Linked DNA regions of Mus musculus: all the other regions are linked to region 1. A link is a contact called in public promoter capture Hi-C data. All regions are on one chromosome and are shown on one strand. The core of a region is the stretch at or near the end of the contact, and the rest is flanking DNA. Distances in the headings are between cores, read along the strand shown.

What was found. Promoter capture Hi-C pulls out the DNA fragments that hold promoters and counts their contacts.
Region 2: a promoter capture Hi-C map of pre-B cells shows a contact between it and region 1, with 2.3 times the contacts expected there. The contact joins the promoter of Fbxw2 here to the promoter of Rabgap1 in region 1. A contact is called at or near these places in 2 of 39 promoter capture datasets (hippocampal neurons and pre-B cells).
Region 3: a contact with region 1 is called in a promoter capture Hi-C map of liver, with 7 times the contacts expected there. The contact joins the promoter of Psmd5 here to the promoter of Rabgap1 in region 1. A contact is called at or near these places in 2 of 39 promoter capture datasets (cranial neural crest and liver) and 1 of 115 datasets of contacts at active chromatin or transcription factors (embryonic stem cells).
Region 4: a promoter capture Hi-C map of pre-B cells shows a contact between it and region 1, with 10 times the contacts expected there. The contact joins the promoter of Hspa5 here to the promoter of Rabgap1 in region 1. A contact is called at or near these places in 1 of 39 promoter capture datasets (pre-B cells) and 1 of 9 other capture datasets (liver).
Region 5: a contact with region 1 is called in a promoter capture Hi-C map of pre-B cells, with 9 times the contacts expected there. The contact joins the promoter of Stom here to the promoter of Rabgap1 in region 1. A contact is called at or near these places in 2 of 39 promoter capture datasets (liver and pre-B cells) and 1 of 115 datasets of contacts at active chromatin or transcription factors (embryonic stem cells).

What each region holds. Positions count from the first base shown.
Region 1 is chr2:37,441,957-37,444,656 of GRCm38.p6, reverse strand. Rabgap1 (RAB GTPase activating protein 1) reads right to left here and starts at 1,372. Exons shown (of 26, transcript NM_146121.2): 1 at 1,201-1,372. It overlaps Zbtb26 (zinc finger and BTB domain containing 26), which reads left to right and starts at 1,485. Exons shown (of 2, transcript NM_199025.3): 1 at 1,485-1,970.
Region 2 is chr2:34,824,934-34,827,633 of GRCm38.p6, reverse strand. It overlaps Fbxw2 (F-box and WD-40 domain protein 2), which reads left to right and starts at 1,399. Exons shown (of 8, transcript NM_013890.4): 1 at 1,399-1,462; 2 at 1,564-1,672. It also overlaps a transcript of Gm34653 not described here.
Region 3 is chr2:34,869,710-34,872,409 of GRCm38.p6, reverse strand. Psmd5 (proteasome (prosome, macropain) 26S subunit, non-ATPase, 5) reads left to right here and starts at 1,448. Exons shown (of 10, transcript NM_080554.2): 1 at 1,448-1,660. The coding sequence starts at 1,488.
Region 4 is chr2:34,770,708-34,773,407 of GRCm38.p6, reverse strand. Hspa5 (heat shock protein 5) reads right to left here and starts at 1,318. Exons shown (of 9, transcript NM_001163434.1): 1 at 1,262-1,318; 2 at 962-1,179; 3 at 618-849; 4 at 101-238. The coding sequence starts at 1,086.
Region 5 is chr2:35,335,580-35,338,279 of GRCm38.p6, reverse strand. Stom (stomatin) reads left to right here and starts at 1,271. Exons shown (of 7, transcript NM_013515.2): 1 at 1,271-1,421. The coding sequence starts at 1,361.

The sequences.
Region 1 (2,700 bases), core at 123-2,622:
AAAAGCAGTGCTTTTTTTAAATGTATTTTTTAGACACTAGCAATAAGCACTATGAAAATTGAGGCAGACCCTGATAAAAATGTGTGAATGAACCAAGAATGCAGAAAACTAAGAAGACATTTCTGAAAATAATTTATATAAAAGGCCTGAAGAGGCACCTTGTGTTTATGGGCAAGAAGACATAAAATAATAATAATAATAATAATACTATTCAAAGCAACCTACAGATTTACAAAAACGGAAAAAAAAAAAAAACGTTCCAAAAGCCGTTTCCCAAGAAATGGTAGTCAATCCTCAAATCAATACAAAAGTATGGCTGAAGATGTAGCTCAGTAATACAGTATTTGCGTATCATGAAAAGTCCTAGGTCCAGTTCCTGATACTAAATTCAGATGGAAGTGAAAAACATCTCGAAGAACCAAAACAGTCTTGAATAAAGATGGAGCACTCACAGTAAATGCCAAACTGCCTGCAAAGTTACGATTATTAAAGCAGTATGGTACTAGCACAAGAATAAACATAGACCACCGTACTCTAGACAGCCCAATAAGAAACTCTCATAAAGCGAACTGATTTCCAAAAAGTCCACTCAATGGGCAAAAAGTTCACCTTTTCAACAGATATTACGGAAAATGGATATCCACAAAATAATACAAGGAGTTAATGCGGGAATAGCTAGCAGTGGTTATACAACATTGTACAAAGCCACTTAGCTTTAAGCTTGGAAAAAGATTAAATTGATAATTATTTCTGTTTCCTATAATAACACCACCAAACGGTAAATAAAACAAATGTAGAGAAAGCAATAACTAAGTGGATGGGCAAAGTAAAGGGAATTCAGAATGATTTCCAGATTTTCTCTTTGGGAAGAGGCCCTGTATGATTGTTTCACCAAACAAGAACTATAGCTAGGTAGGCCTGGGCATGAACTTGTTACGAAAAAGGCACACTAAACACTGGACAACAGGAAATCGGTCTAAGTGGCTGGCTCCAGTGCTCAAGAGAGGTATTCAGGTTAACCACAGATTTGTGAACGGCTAGGGTAACCAAAGATAAGGAAGGCAAGAGATTGACCTGGGAACATAAAAGGAAGATTTCCTAAGAAACACCAGTATCCACAAGGGACGGGACCCAACAACAGCTTTCTGCATTCCAGGCTCCCACGCAGCGAGTCCACATCCCTGGGCGGGAGGGACTTACCACGGCTTGTTCGCAGACAGGCTGCTCAGGCCCATGCAGGCAACGGTCAGCGGGAGCACTTCGTGACTGCAGCCGCGAAGAAGAGAGCTCGGGCCCGCCTTCTACCGAAGAACCACAAGCAGCAGAGCTCACGAAGCCGACCCTCCGCAGCCCGATTCCCTGGCCTCGCCCCGCCCACAACGCGGAAAGTCCCTCTCAGGGGCCCGTCGTCCTCCGAGCATTCCGATTGGCGGAGATGACCATGGGACCTGGAAGTTGTCTTTGTCCGGCCAGGGCTGCCCTTCCGGTTCCGTTGGGTCCCCCTTTGGCTCAGGTTGCCTGCCCCTCCCCCTTCCCGGAGCCCCGAGGGGCCGCAGCTCCTGGTTTTGCCAGATGTAGATGGCGACCTTCCCCCCGGGTCTGTAAGTTCGGAGGCCACCCGAGAGCCGGGCTAGGGTGCGGGGTCTCTGGAAATGGAGCCCCCGTGGGGACCTGGATCGGCCGCAACCTGCCCTGGGATGGGAGCCAAGGAGCTGGTCTAGGCCCCCAGACTTTTGAGCCATTGGACTGGCCCATGCTGCATCCCACTTTCTTCCCCTTCCCGAATCTGCAGTGGGGAATCTCAGGATGCCCCAGGGACCGCTTCCTGAGACCCTCTATATAGGGCCCTGTAGCTGGCCAGGAAGCCAGACTCTGGCATTTTGTAAAAAGTGCTGCAGTTGAGGCCGGCAGAAAACTGAACGGCGGGAGCTAGCCAAGGCAAGGCCTTCAGTGCCAACCGCGAGTCTACTGTAAGTGCCAGGTTTTGATGGGTTTTACCCTTGCTCAACCGCGGATTACAGCACCTTTTGAATTACTGGTGTTATGCCATTCAATAGAGGTTCATCAAATATCCAGTGTTCATCTCCAGTTTGGAAGCGACATTTATAAGCAAATTGATGTTCGTAAGAGGGTGGAGGGTATGCAATATGTTACTTTAATCAACTGCTCTAAGGACAGTTGCTGGGAAGCCTGTAGAAGAGAGTGGCCTCTAAATCCTACTTCTTGATAAAGAGAACTCGTGAAATTACTTTTTCCAAAAAAAGAAAAGTTGTAGTGGTACTGAGACGTTACAGACTATGAGAAAAAGGAATAGGGACAGGGAGGTTGTGTACATAAGAGTTTGAGTTGGAGAAGTAAAGTGAAATCCAAATAGTGAAAAGTTTAACCAACACTAAATGAGATGAATTATCTTTTTGAAGCTCTTTGAGCAGGAAACTGATATGGTCAGATTTGTACTACAGAAAGTAATTTTGTTCTCTGGGAAGCCTGTAGAATAGAAATAGCTGACTCTGGGTTCTCTTAGCTAAAGTCTAGGTACTTATATTTGAGATTATTTTGAAAAGGTGATGACGTCCTGGTGAGATGCATTAAAATCTAAAGTAGAGTTACGGTATTGTTACAAGAAAGGAGGCAAGTGCTAATGTGTCATAGATAATTATACGCTGAAAGAGAAGAAAAAGTAAGTCTTAGAATTTAAGC
Region 2 (2,700 bases), core at 150-2,649, 2.6 Mb after region 1:
CTCCTTCTCCCTTTCCTCCTAGCATTTGCCCTTCTCGCCTTGTTGCTCTGGCGGCTGCTGTAAAACAAGGGAAAACAGGGCAGGTGAGATGGCTCAGTGGGTGAGAGCACTGACTGCTCTTCTGAAGGTCTTGAGTTCAAATCCCAGCAACCACACGGTAGCTCACAACCGCCTGTAATGAGACCTGACGCCCTCTTCTGGTGCGTCTGAAGACAGCTACAGTGTACTTATTTATAATAACAAATCTTTGGGACTGAGCGAGCGCCGGTCTCACATAGGGAGCGGGGTTGACCGGAGTGAGCAGAGGTCCTAAATTCAATTCCCATCATCCACATGAAGGCTCACAACTACAGCGTACTCATACGCATAAAATAAATAACTCTTAAAAAAAACCCTAGCCGGGCGTGGTGGCGCACGCCTTTAATCCCAGCACTCGGGAGGCAGAGGCAGGGGGATTTCTGAGTTCGAGGCCAACCTGGTCTACAAAGTGAGCTCCAGGACAGCCAGGGCTACACAGAGAAACCCTGTCTCGAAAACCCAAAAAAAAAAAAAAAAAAAAAAAAAAAACCCAAGGGAAACAAAAGCTTTAAATAGGAAAAACAAAAACAAACAAACCAAAAACTGGGCAATGATGGCGCACACCATTCATTAGTCCCAAGCTATTGGGAGAGGCAGGCAGATCTTTGAGTTCAAGACCAGCTTGGTCTACAGAGCGAGGTCCCGGTCAGCCAGAGTTACAGAAAAACCTTGTCCCATCAAACAGACAGGCAAAGCTTTCACACAGCAGCATTTATAGAGCTTCTTGCTTACCACTTCTATCTGGGGGGACTAAAGGCTTCACGCTAGTTAGCTGATATGTAACAAGCGCTTCGGAGAACAGCTGTCTCCGTGGCTAAGTGGCCACGTTTGGACAGCGTGCATGTATGTCCTGGGATTCGAGCTTAACCCAGCCCCTACCCAACTCCCTTACCATGTTTTGTCCTTGCTTCCTGCAGTATACTTTGTTATTTGTCCTGTCTTCCTCCTACGACTAGACATAGACCTCGCGCAGTTAGGGATTTGTTCAGCTGTGTCAGAATCGTGTTTGGGAGGTGCCAGGTGTCAATGGGCTGTTTGAATATCGTCACATGTGGATTTGGAGCCTTAGCCCTTTCTCTCCTGTGAAATATTACCCTAACTTGGTTAAAAAAAAAAAGTAGATGAGGAAAATAAACATTGTGCAAATCTAGAGGTCCACCTTGCTCAGGATCATAAGGTGTAAGCGCAGACGGTGGTACAGCACATGTTCGGCCCTTTTCCACAGTCGGGGCCATTCTTTCCCAGGTACTTGGAGGGCAGAGACGGAAGTAGAGCCGCTTCCGCCCGACGCTGGGCGCCGGAATGGCGCGCGGAGATGACGCAGCAGCACCGGAAGCCGCTCCCCTGTGAGGCTGCGGACCCAGAGCAGCGGCCGTAGGTCCAGGTCTGTATTTGCGATTGGCCGGGCCGGGCTGGACAGGAATCCCCAGCGCCCGCGGCGTTACTGACCCGCCGCCCCGGCCTGTTTTCTCCCTTTCCCCGCAGGCGCCATGGCTGTGGAGCGGACCCGGCCGCTGCGACGCTCTGGCGGCCCGAGCGCGCCTAGTCGGTGTGAGCCCGGCGCGAGGTCCCGGGCCCCGGGGCGCTCGCTCAGGTCAGTGCCGCGCGGAACACGGCTCCAGGAGCAGGGGACCAAGGGAGTCACGAACGGGCTGAGAGACTCGGAGTTAATTTTAGACAGGAAAATTAGAGCTAAGAGTTCCTGCCTTCTGGTGCTTCGGTTTTTCCTAGCCGCGAAACGAGTTAACATTGATGCCCCAAGGCTAGCACTTTAATTAATTAAAGATGATGAAATGTGGACAGGTGGTTTATAAAATGCAGAACGTAGTAGTATGTGTAGGAAGGCACCATGCTTGTGTGTATGCCTTGAAAACAGGTGTGTATTTGAGATGATGCTTCTTTTTAAAAGGGGAGAAATGACAGTATTAGTACTACATTATAACAGTAACTGGCATTTATTGTAGGCTTATAGTGTGCCAGATACTGTACAGAACGCTGTTTAACCCTAACAATCTTGTAGGTAAAACAGTACCAGGCGACAGTTTACAAGTGAGGAAATTTGGCTTGAAACACAAGAAATGATTTGCCCATGGTTACCCAACAAGTGAAATTTCAGAGCCCGTGTTTTATAAACATTATTTGTATTCTTTCAAAGGTTTAAAAGATTAGTCTCTAAATTAATGGCTTTTAGGCCAAGGGTGGTTGTGGACTCCAGCAGTCCCAGCACTCCAGTCTTGTGAATTGTGAGACCAGTCTGGGCTTCACTGCAAAAGCCTGTCTCAAAAAACAAAATAAAACAAAAAGCAAAACAAAAAGGAACAGTAAAAACAATTTTCTAAATATCACAAGCAAAAGGAGGAAAAGATCTTTACAATAGTGTAGTCACATGGTTTTAAATACAAAAAGATGTTTTGTTAAAAGGGACTTCATCCCTTTTCTTTCCAGTTCTCTCTTGAAGCAATATTTAATCAGCTTCCTCAATATTCACAGAATACTTTTCTGTACACATAATCCTCTGTGTAGACCAGACTGGCCTCAAACTCACAGAGCCTGCTTCTGCCTCCGAGGGCTGGGATTAAAGGCATGTATCACCACGCCTGGCCTACCTTTTAACTGGTTGTG
Region 3 (2,700 bases), core at 199-2,698, 2.6 Mb after region 1:
GGGATTGGTCTTCTTGTCTATGGATATAGACTCTTGGCTCACTTTTCCCAATATTATTTTTAACCAAATCAATTCTCCATTCTTTTTAAATCTCATCAGCTCTAGGGAAACGTGTGTGGCCACTCACAACATACTCCTAAGTTTCTCGCAAGCTTTAAGAATGACTGGCTATGTGTCATCTTTTTTTTTTTTTAAACTTCTTTTACAACTACTAAAAGTAGTATAAGGCTGCTGTGTTACTTAAGTGAGTTTTCTTTTTCAACGCAGGGAGCAAAGTGGTCAAATGTCTTCTTGATATAATTCCTGAATGTCTGGAAAATATTATGATCCAAGGGCTACAGAAAACAAGCCCCTGGGAGTTTGGAGGGCTGGGGAGGAGTCTGAATGCCTGGGACTTCTGTTCATAATCACCCACACCTTTAATTCAAGAGTTTTCTCTGCCAATTAGCTTCTAGGCTTCAAGGGTACGATAATCGTGAAGTAACGAAAAGAGAAGACAACGGTTAGTGACAGTTCTCCGTGTGTATGACATAAAATGGGGAAACGGGTAGTTTAACCTTTTCCAAAAGAGTGGGATTAGGGTCTTTGTAAAGTCGCAGAGTTTTATTGTTGTCACCTGAGTCCCTGACATGCACGCGCGAACACACATACAGATGGGCATCCCATCCTTAGTCTCCTCTAAGCTTCCTGGATTTTTGTCTCTTTCCGTAAAAGAACAGGAAGCCATGCGTTCCAAAACAGACTCATCTCCTTGGCACAGGGGACCAAATGAGGTCTACAACTCTGACCAGACATTCCAACGGCTTGAAATAGTTGGTTGTCAACTAGCTTTTAATGGTTCTTCTCCAACAACCCCGTGTTTCGCAGATGGCAGCGATTTTTAAGCTTCTCTCCCTCTCTCTCTCCTCTCTCTCTTTCACGAAATATATATAGCTTGTCCTTGACCACTGATTTCCATCAGACACTTCTGTGTGCATTTGGTCTCGGAGTCTGAGGCCAGCCCCTCCATGGCCTGCTCCTTCTCTCCGCACTAAATGCTATGTCTGTCCTTCGGTGATTACGTCACGCGCAGACTCTGGAAGATGCCGAAAACTTCCTGCACATCGGCCCCAAACTTCTCTTAATCAGGCCTTCCATTGGCTGACAGACGTCAAACCGGCGCCCCACGTCCAAGTTTTCGGGGACCATGTGCCTCATCTTGATGGCCACCTGGCCTCGGACTCGGGTTCAGTCATCCCGGTTCCGTCACGGAGGCCTCTGCGGAGAGCGTGCACAAAGCCTCTTGATCCCCTGGGCGGTCTCAGTCTCTTAGTCTCCCGGCACGCGCAAGACTCCGGGCCCCAAAGAAAGGGGCGGGGACCGCGTTGAGAAAGGATCTCGCGAGACTTGACAGATCTGCTGGGAGGCTTCGCTCCGTAAGATCTCGCGAGATTCAGAGAGGCGCTCTGGGAACCTAGTAGGTGGGCGGGCAGACGGGAGCCAGGGAGATGGCGGCGCAGGCTGTGTCGCTCCTGCGGGAGGTGGCGCGGCTGGAGGCGCCGCTGGAGGAGCTTCGTGCGCTGCAGTCAGTGGTGCAGGCTGTGCCGCTGCACGAGCTTCGCGAGCAGGCGGCGGAGCTACGCCTCCGCCCGCTGTTCTCCTTGCTTAACCAGAACAATCGGTGAGAGAAGCACCGGGCTTGGGCGGGTAGGGATGGCTGCAGGGGTCTTTCGGAGAAAAGTCCAGGTTGTCCAATTGCAAGATGTCCACAACTGTGTGTTGCCCGGGTCTTGACGGTTCTCCTCTCCGGAAGGAATCTTCTGCTGATATTGTGGCGGGGTCCACGGCACGCCTTTTAATTTCAGTATCCAGTGAATGCTTGTCCAGTGGAATTAAAATGTACGGAATAACAGATTTGTGAGACAGCAAAACTTTAAACTAGAAACAACCATATTAATAAATCATTAAGGACATAAATTATTGCTGCGTAACGTTGCGCGGCCGATCTGTGTATGTATGAAAGTGTTGAATGTAAAAAAAAAAAAAAAGGAAAATTGTAAAGCTTATGTGTAAATTAATCCACTATATACCCCTTACAAGCGAGAGTAAACTGCATAACCCAGGATTATATGTAGAAGTTATTAATGTGCAACTGGAATTAAAATGTTAGGATAGCAACTTTTGATGAATATGCATCTATAGCATTAAATTAGAAATGTCTTGTATTTGTTAACTTGATCATTTAATGTGCTTTTTGTATTTGAATTTTAATTTGAAAAGATAGTGAGCTCCAGTCAGTCAGCACTGAATGCTTTCAGTGCGCTTTCTTACCTCCCTTCTGCTACATCTCTTACTCCTGCTACGTCTGCTAAGTTGGTTTTAACAGTCAGTATTTTAGTGGTTATTTTCCTTTTCTGACTAGCCCTCACCCTGCAACCAGAACTAATGTCTCAGGTCAGTTGGCTTAGCTTGTCTGTGGAAATCATGATTGTATAGTTTGGTATTTGGGCCCTTCCTGGTAGCTTTCCAGTCTGCTTTTCCAGGCTACTCTCCTTCATTTACTCCACTGAGCGCATCTGTTCCACTACCGTGTTACCATCACTAACGTTCCTAGAGCATGACTTGGCACTTTCTGAACTCCTCTCACACCAGTTCTACTGACTGTGGACCCAGCCCATGTGCCACCTCCCCAAAAAAGTCTTTCTCCAGCTGCAAGTGGCT
Region 4 (2,700 bases), core at 69-2,568, 2.7 Mb after region 1:
AAAAATTGAAAGGTTTCAAACCATGAAGGCTTCCCTACACAAGTCATCGAGGGGGAGCAACAGCAATCAAACACTCAACACTGTTTCACACGTTATTCACCTTCTTTCCCAAATACGCCTCAGCAGTCTCCTTCATTTTAGTGAGAACCATGGCAGAAATTTCTTCTGGGGCAAATGTCTTGGTTTGCCCACCTCCAATATCAACTTGAATGTACGGTTTAGTTTTCTTTTCAACCACCTATGGCATAAAGTAATTTAAAGGTAATTTTTCCGAAGAGGAAACAATGACACCACAAACGATTTAAAAAAAAAAATCCATTTCCTCCCTCCCATAGCTTGATTCATCTCTGTCCCTTAGGGGGAAATCACAACTAAAACTGAGCACAGCTGTATTGTAGATAGATCGACAGTTTTAGTCTGTTTCAACTTCTAGACATTGTTAACAGTGTGTCATGTTTTATAACACACTAAAAACGACTAGATGTAAAACCGTTACATAAATTCCGAACACATTCTTTTAAGTCCTTTGAACAGTGTTTTTGGCCAAGTGGCAACCCCTAAATACTCCTATCACCCCAGCCGCCCCATTAGCATGAGAAAAAAAAAACGGGTCCGACCTTGAATGGCAAGAACTTGATGTCCTGCTGCACCGAAGGGTCATTCCAAGTGCGTCCGATGAGGCGCTTGGCATCGAAGACCGTGTTCTCGGGGTTGGACGTGAGTTGGTTCTTGGCCGCATCGCCAATCAGACGCTCCCCTTCAGGAGTGAAGGCCACATACGACGGCGTGATGCGGTTGCCCTGATCGTTGGCTATGATCTCCACGCGGCCGTTCTTGAACACACCGACGCTGACGGGGAAACCCCACAGAAAAGGAATCAGCACCTCACTTTCTCACGCTGGCCCCGGAGGCCACGCCCCACTCCTCCCCACCCCCTCCTCCTTCGACGGATACCACTTACCAGGAATAGGTGGTCCCCAAGTCGATGCCGACCACCGTGCCCACATCCTCCTTCTTGTCCTCCTCCTCGGCCCGCACCGCGCCCAGCAGCAGCAACGCCGCCGCCACCACAGTGAACTTCATCATGCCGGCGCTGAGGACCAGTCGCTCAGCAGTCAGGCAGGAGTCTTAGGAGTCCAGCAACAGGCTGTGGCCCCGAAACGCGACGACGGTTCTGGTCTGAGGGCGACAGGGGCCTCGGGGTCAGGAGGAGACACGAAGCAGACTCGGAGCAGGCCTAGCAGCAGGCCGCGGCGCTTACCTCACACACACGCAGAAGCCCAAGTGTCCAGGTCAGTGTTGTCTCGGCCAGTATCGAGCGCGCCGTCGCCGACTCGCCTTATATACCCTCCCCACAGCCCCGTCGTGGAGGCCTCCGATTGGTGAAGTCGCTACTCGTTGGAGGCCGCTGATTGGTCCATGCCACCAAGCTGGCTGCTGCCGATTCGAAGCGGCCTCCTCCGCAACTCACGTCATTGCTACGCCCCCCGGGCTGACTCATTGGCTACTGGTCATTCTTAACGGCCACCAATGAGAGGCAGCATCCGCCCTGAGCGCTGGTCCTATTGGTTCAGCAGCTGCCTGTCCTTCGGGTGACCTCTCACCCCGAGACCGTTTCCGCCGGTAACCGTTCAGGTCCTCCCCTCACGCCAGGCCCCCGGGGACTGGAGTGGGGTCTGCGTGTCAGTTCCCTCGGGGTCTCCTTTTCTGTCTCTCACTCTGAAGAAGTACGCGGCCTTTCTCCTCCTCGATTCCCCGCGTCCTGAGCTGCCCGGCCTCAGCTGTGATCGCCCTCCCCAGCCTCCACACGTTCTCGGATGTCCCAGAGTCCAGGCCCTGTTACTCGCCCGGCCTGCACGTCTCGAGCTGGGGCCTGATCTGGATTCTGCCTCGCTGAGAATCCTGGTGCTTCTCAGCTAACCGTGTTTCTCCTTCACCCCAAGGCTAGCCGTATGTGTCTTTCCAGGCCTTTCGAATCTTCCCTTTGCCGGGGTTAAGTCCCAGGATTGGCCTGGCCAATTGTAACCTATTCCCTTTCTCCGCCGCGGAGATTCAGTACTATGGTCAAACGAGCACTTTCCACCATGAGATGTATCTTTTCTTCTCTCTCTCTCTCTCTCTCTCTCTCTCTCTCTCTCTCGTAGCGCCTTATTGTTCGCTAACCTGTTCTAGCATAGCATTTCCATTTATGACACTGGTTATTATTTATAAGTCCTTCCTCTTTCCCTCTTCCTTCTTGACACCACCCTATTCGACTCTTGGAATAGGGCTGATAATGCTAAAGACGTTTAGCAGACAAAAAAGTCTTGCTGATGCTTTACTCTTTTATAATAGTATGTTGGGGGACAAACAAAACAAGTTACTACTTGAGCTTATTATGTACTTCATTGTTTTGTTTTATGTATTTTGAGAGGCATTGTACACAGGCCCAAGCTGGTCTATAACTACTGATCCTCCTATGTGTTTTCCATGTGTCATTTATTCATATTCAAGTCTTGGTACATTTTTCCCATTTTCCAGAAGAGACCATTGAGACCAAGAGCGATTAAATAGCTAGAATGGTCGATTGATAAGTGCTGAGAATATAGTTAATAACCCGGTTGATTTTACTCCATAATTTATACTATTGATTCCCACCACCACCACCCTTTTTTGTTGTTTAAAGACAAATTTCATGCACCCCCAGTCTTCAAACTGTGT
Region 5 (2,700 bases), core at 22-2,521, 2.1 Mb after region 1:
TGTGTGTGTGTGTGTGTCAGAGAGAGAGAGAGAGAGAGAGAGAGAGAGAGAGAGAGAGAGAATGTTTCCAAGAGGGAGCTCTCAGCAGTGATGAACTAGCTCTGTATCTTTATAACTGTGTTTATAAGAATGTATATACATGTGATAAAATGGCATATTTGAATACTTATTCTGTCAGGGCCAATTTCCTATTTTGAGACTGCACATAAAACAGATTTAACTATAGGAGTAACATGAATAGAGGGTCCTTGTGACCACTATAATGTCTTTTCAGCTTTCTGTGATTCTATGTTTATTCAAAATAAAATGCCTTTTAAAAGTTTATTTTGTGTACCTTAATATTTCCCTGAACAGTTTGCATTGGGACAGTCCAGGGAGAAAAACAAAAACAAAAACAAACAAACAAAAAAAAAAACCAGCAGTGATTTTTCAAACATGAGGTTTTCAGTTACAAACTGCAAGGGAGGCAACTTGAGACTGGGAGGGTTCTGGCAAGTGCTTCCTCCAGAGCCTGGACACTGTAAAATGTAATTTTAGAATCCAGGCCCGACCTTTCACCTCTCATGAATAAGTCTGCCCCCATTCCAAGGTTGGCTCTTTCAGGGGACATTTTTCACGGGCCACATCCTTATTTATAGAAAGAAGCCTTTCGGTTTTGATTAATCAAATGGGCTCCGTGCTGTTGCTTTCGAAACACCCTTAGCTTGTTTGTTTGTGGTATAATACAAACTTCACGAGGGCTGGCACTGTGTCCACCTCTGCCCACTGCATCAACTGGGAGGCCCTCGCCTGCTAGAGGCCAAGCGCTCCGTAAGTTAATTTTGTCTGAAAAAAGTAATGTACCGCCTGGAAATTGGTCTTCTTTGGGGCAAGAGCATTGACGCGAACTCCTTCCTCTCACTGCCTACCCGATGTACCAGGCTATACTCAGCACCCTCAGCACGCCCCTCAATCTGCAAGACCCCCACTACAAGAGGACGCCTTCCCCCTCACTAATGCCTGGAATCACAGGATGCCTTGCACCGCTCCTCAGCCCCGCCCTGTTCTCACAGCTTCTCCTCGGATCAACCCACTGGAAGCTGGAGCGAGACTCTGGCAGGGCCTTAAGCATTCTGGCCTCACTGTCTTACCCTCCTAGTATCTGCCTGCCAACACCCCCTTCAGGCCACGCCCCCTCCGGTCACGCACTCTGAGGGCGGGAGAGGCGTGTCTTCTCCTCCATTCCCGGGCACCTATTGGGCGGGCCGCCAGCTGGGGGCGGGACTGCACCAGAGCTTGAGCCCCTTCGTTGCTAACGGCTCTCAGTAAAGCTCCGGCTTTGGGAACTGACGAGTTTTTGAGCGACTCTGACTCCAGCACTATGTCTGACAAACGGCAGTCCAGCCATGTCCAGTCTCAGCGGATCCCTGAGTCCTTCAGAGGTGAGTCTCTCGTCCCCCGCACAGCCTCTTCAAGCCCCCCTCTGGGTCCCGAGACCCACCGCCTGCAGTGAGAACCCCCGCAGACCGCCGGCGTGCCTCCACTGCACTGTGTGCGCTTCGCAGAGCCGTCGTCTTCTTCATTCCTGGGTTCTCGGGCTGATACATGATGATTTGGGGGTGCTGGGGTGCAGCCTGCATGGCAGTCAAGAGGGCGCACTCGCGCGGCAGGGGCGTGTATCCATTGCTCGGCACCCTAGCAGGCAAGAACTGGCTTATCCTTTGGGTCCTAGATGCCAGGTGCCTATCACCAGCGCTTCTTTATCTCGGGCGGTGCACGCAGACCAGGACAGACCCTGGCAGCCAGGAGTGGTAGAGGCGCCTCTTCTGCAGCTTCAGCCTCCTCTGCTCATTCTTGTTTCTTTTCTGCCCCAGCGCCTGGGAGGGGAAGCAAGCAGTCCCAACAAGTAGCCTTCAGCAATCCCTACGTGATCCACAGTCCTCTGAACCAGGGAAGAACTCCCACCCTCTTCCTGCCGTCCCCAGCTTCGGGAAACTAATCAATTTCCTAGTAAAGGGCTAGGCTTCAACCTATGACACAGTAGGCGGTATAGGCAGAAGAAAGGAGGTCTCCCTGGCTTTCCTTCCAGTTCCATTGTCTGTCCCATACTGTGTCCACTTTTGTCTTAGAGATCTCTCCTTCCAGGTAAATAGCTCACCACTCTTCTGGAGCCTTCCTAGTTTTGAAGGCAAGAACTGTTAGCAGGCCCTCAGGCTATCTTCTATAAAAAAATTAGAGCCCTTGAGCGAACTACCTCCTTGAGCCTTTAAATTGTATAACTCCTTGGGGTCAGGAGATGCCCAGTAAGAGAAAATAAACCTCGCAGGAGTCCTGCTATCCTCCTGGGAGCTTTACTAATCTAAAGGAATTATTTCTAAAGATGGAATTTCAGGGAGAATGACACGGTGGAAGAGATTTAGGAGGCTGAGTGGGCTTTTCCATCATCCTGCGGAGACAGCTGTCATCCATTCGGATTATTTGCAAAGCCAACCTGGCCTCCCATCTAACGCCCATCCCCCTGCCCAGAAGCATCTTTAACTCTTTCTCAGGCGAATCTTGAGGATCTCAGATGGCTCCAGAGTGTTGTAATAGGAAACCTACAGGATTCCATCCTCGGGATTATGCAGAAAAGCCTGTGTGTGTATCATTCTCCATACTTTAACCCTTCCCCCAACTGGGAGCATAGCAAAATTAAAGAGAGCCATAGCAAAACTGACCCTT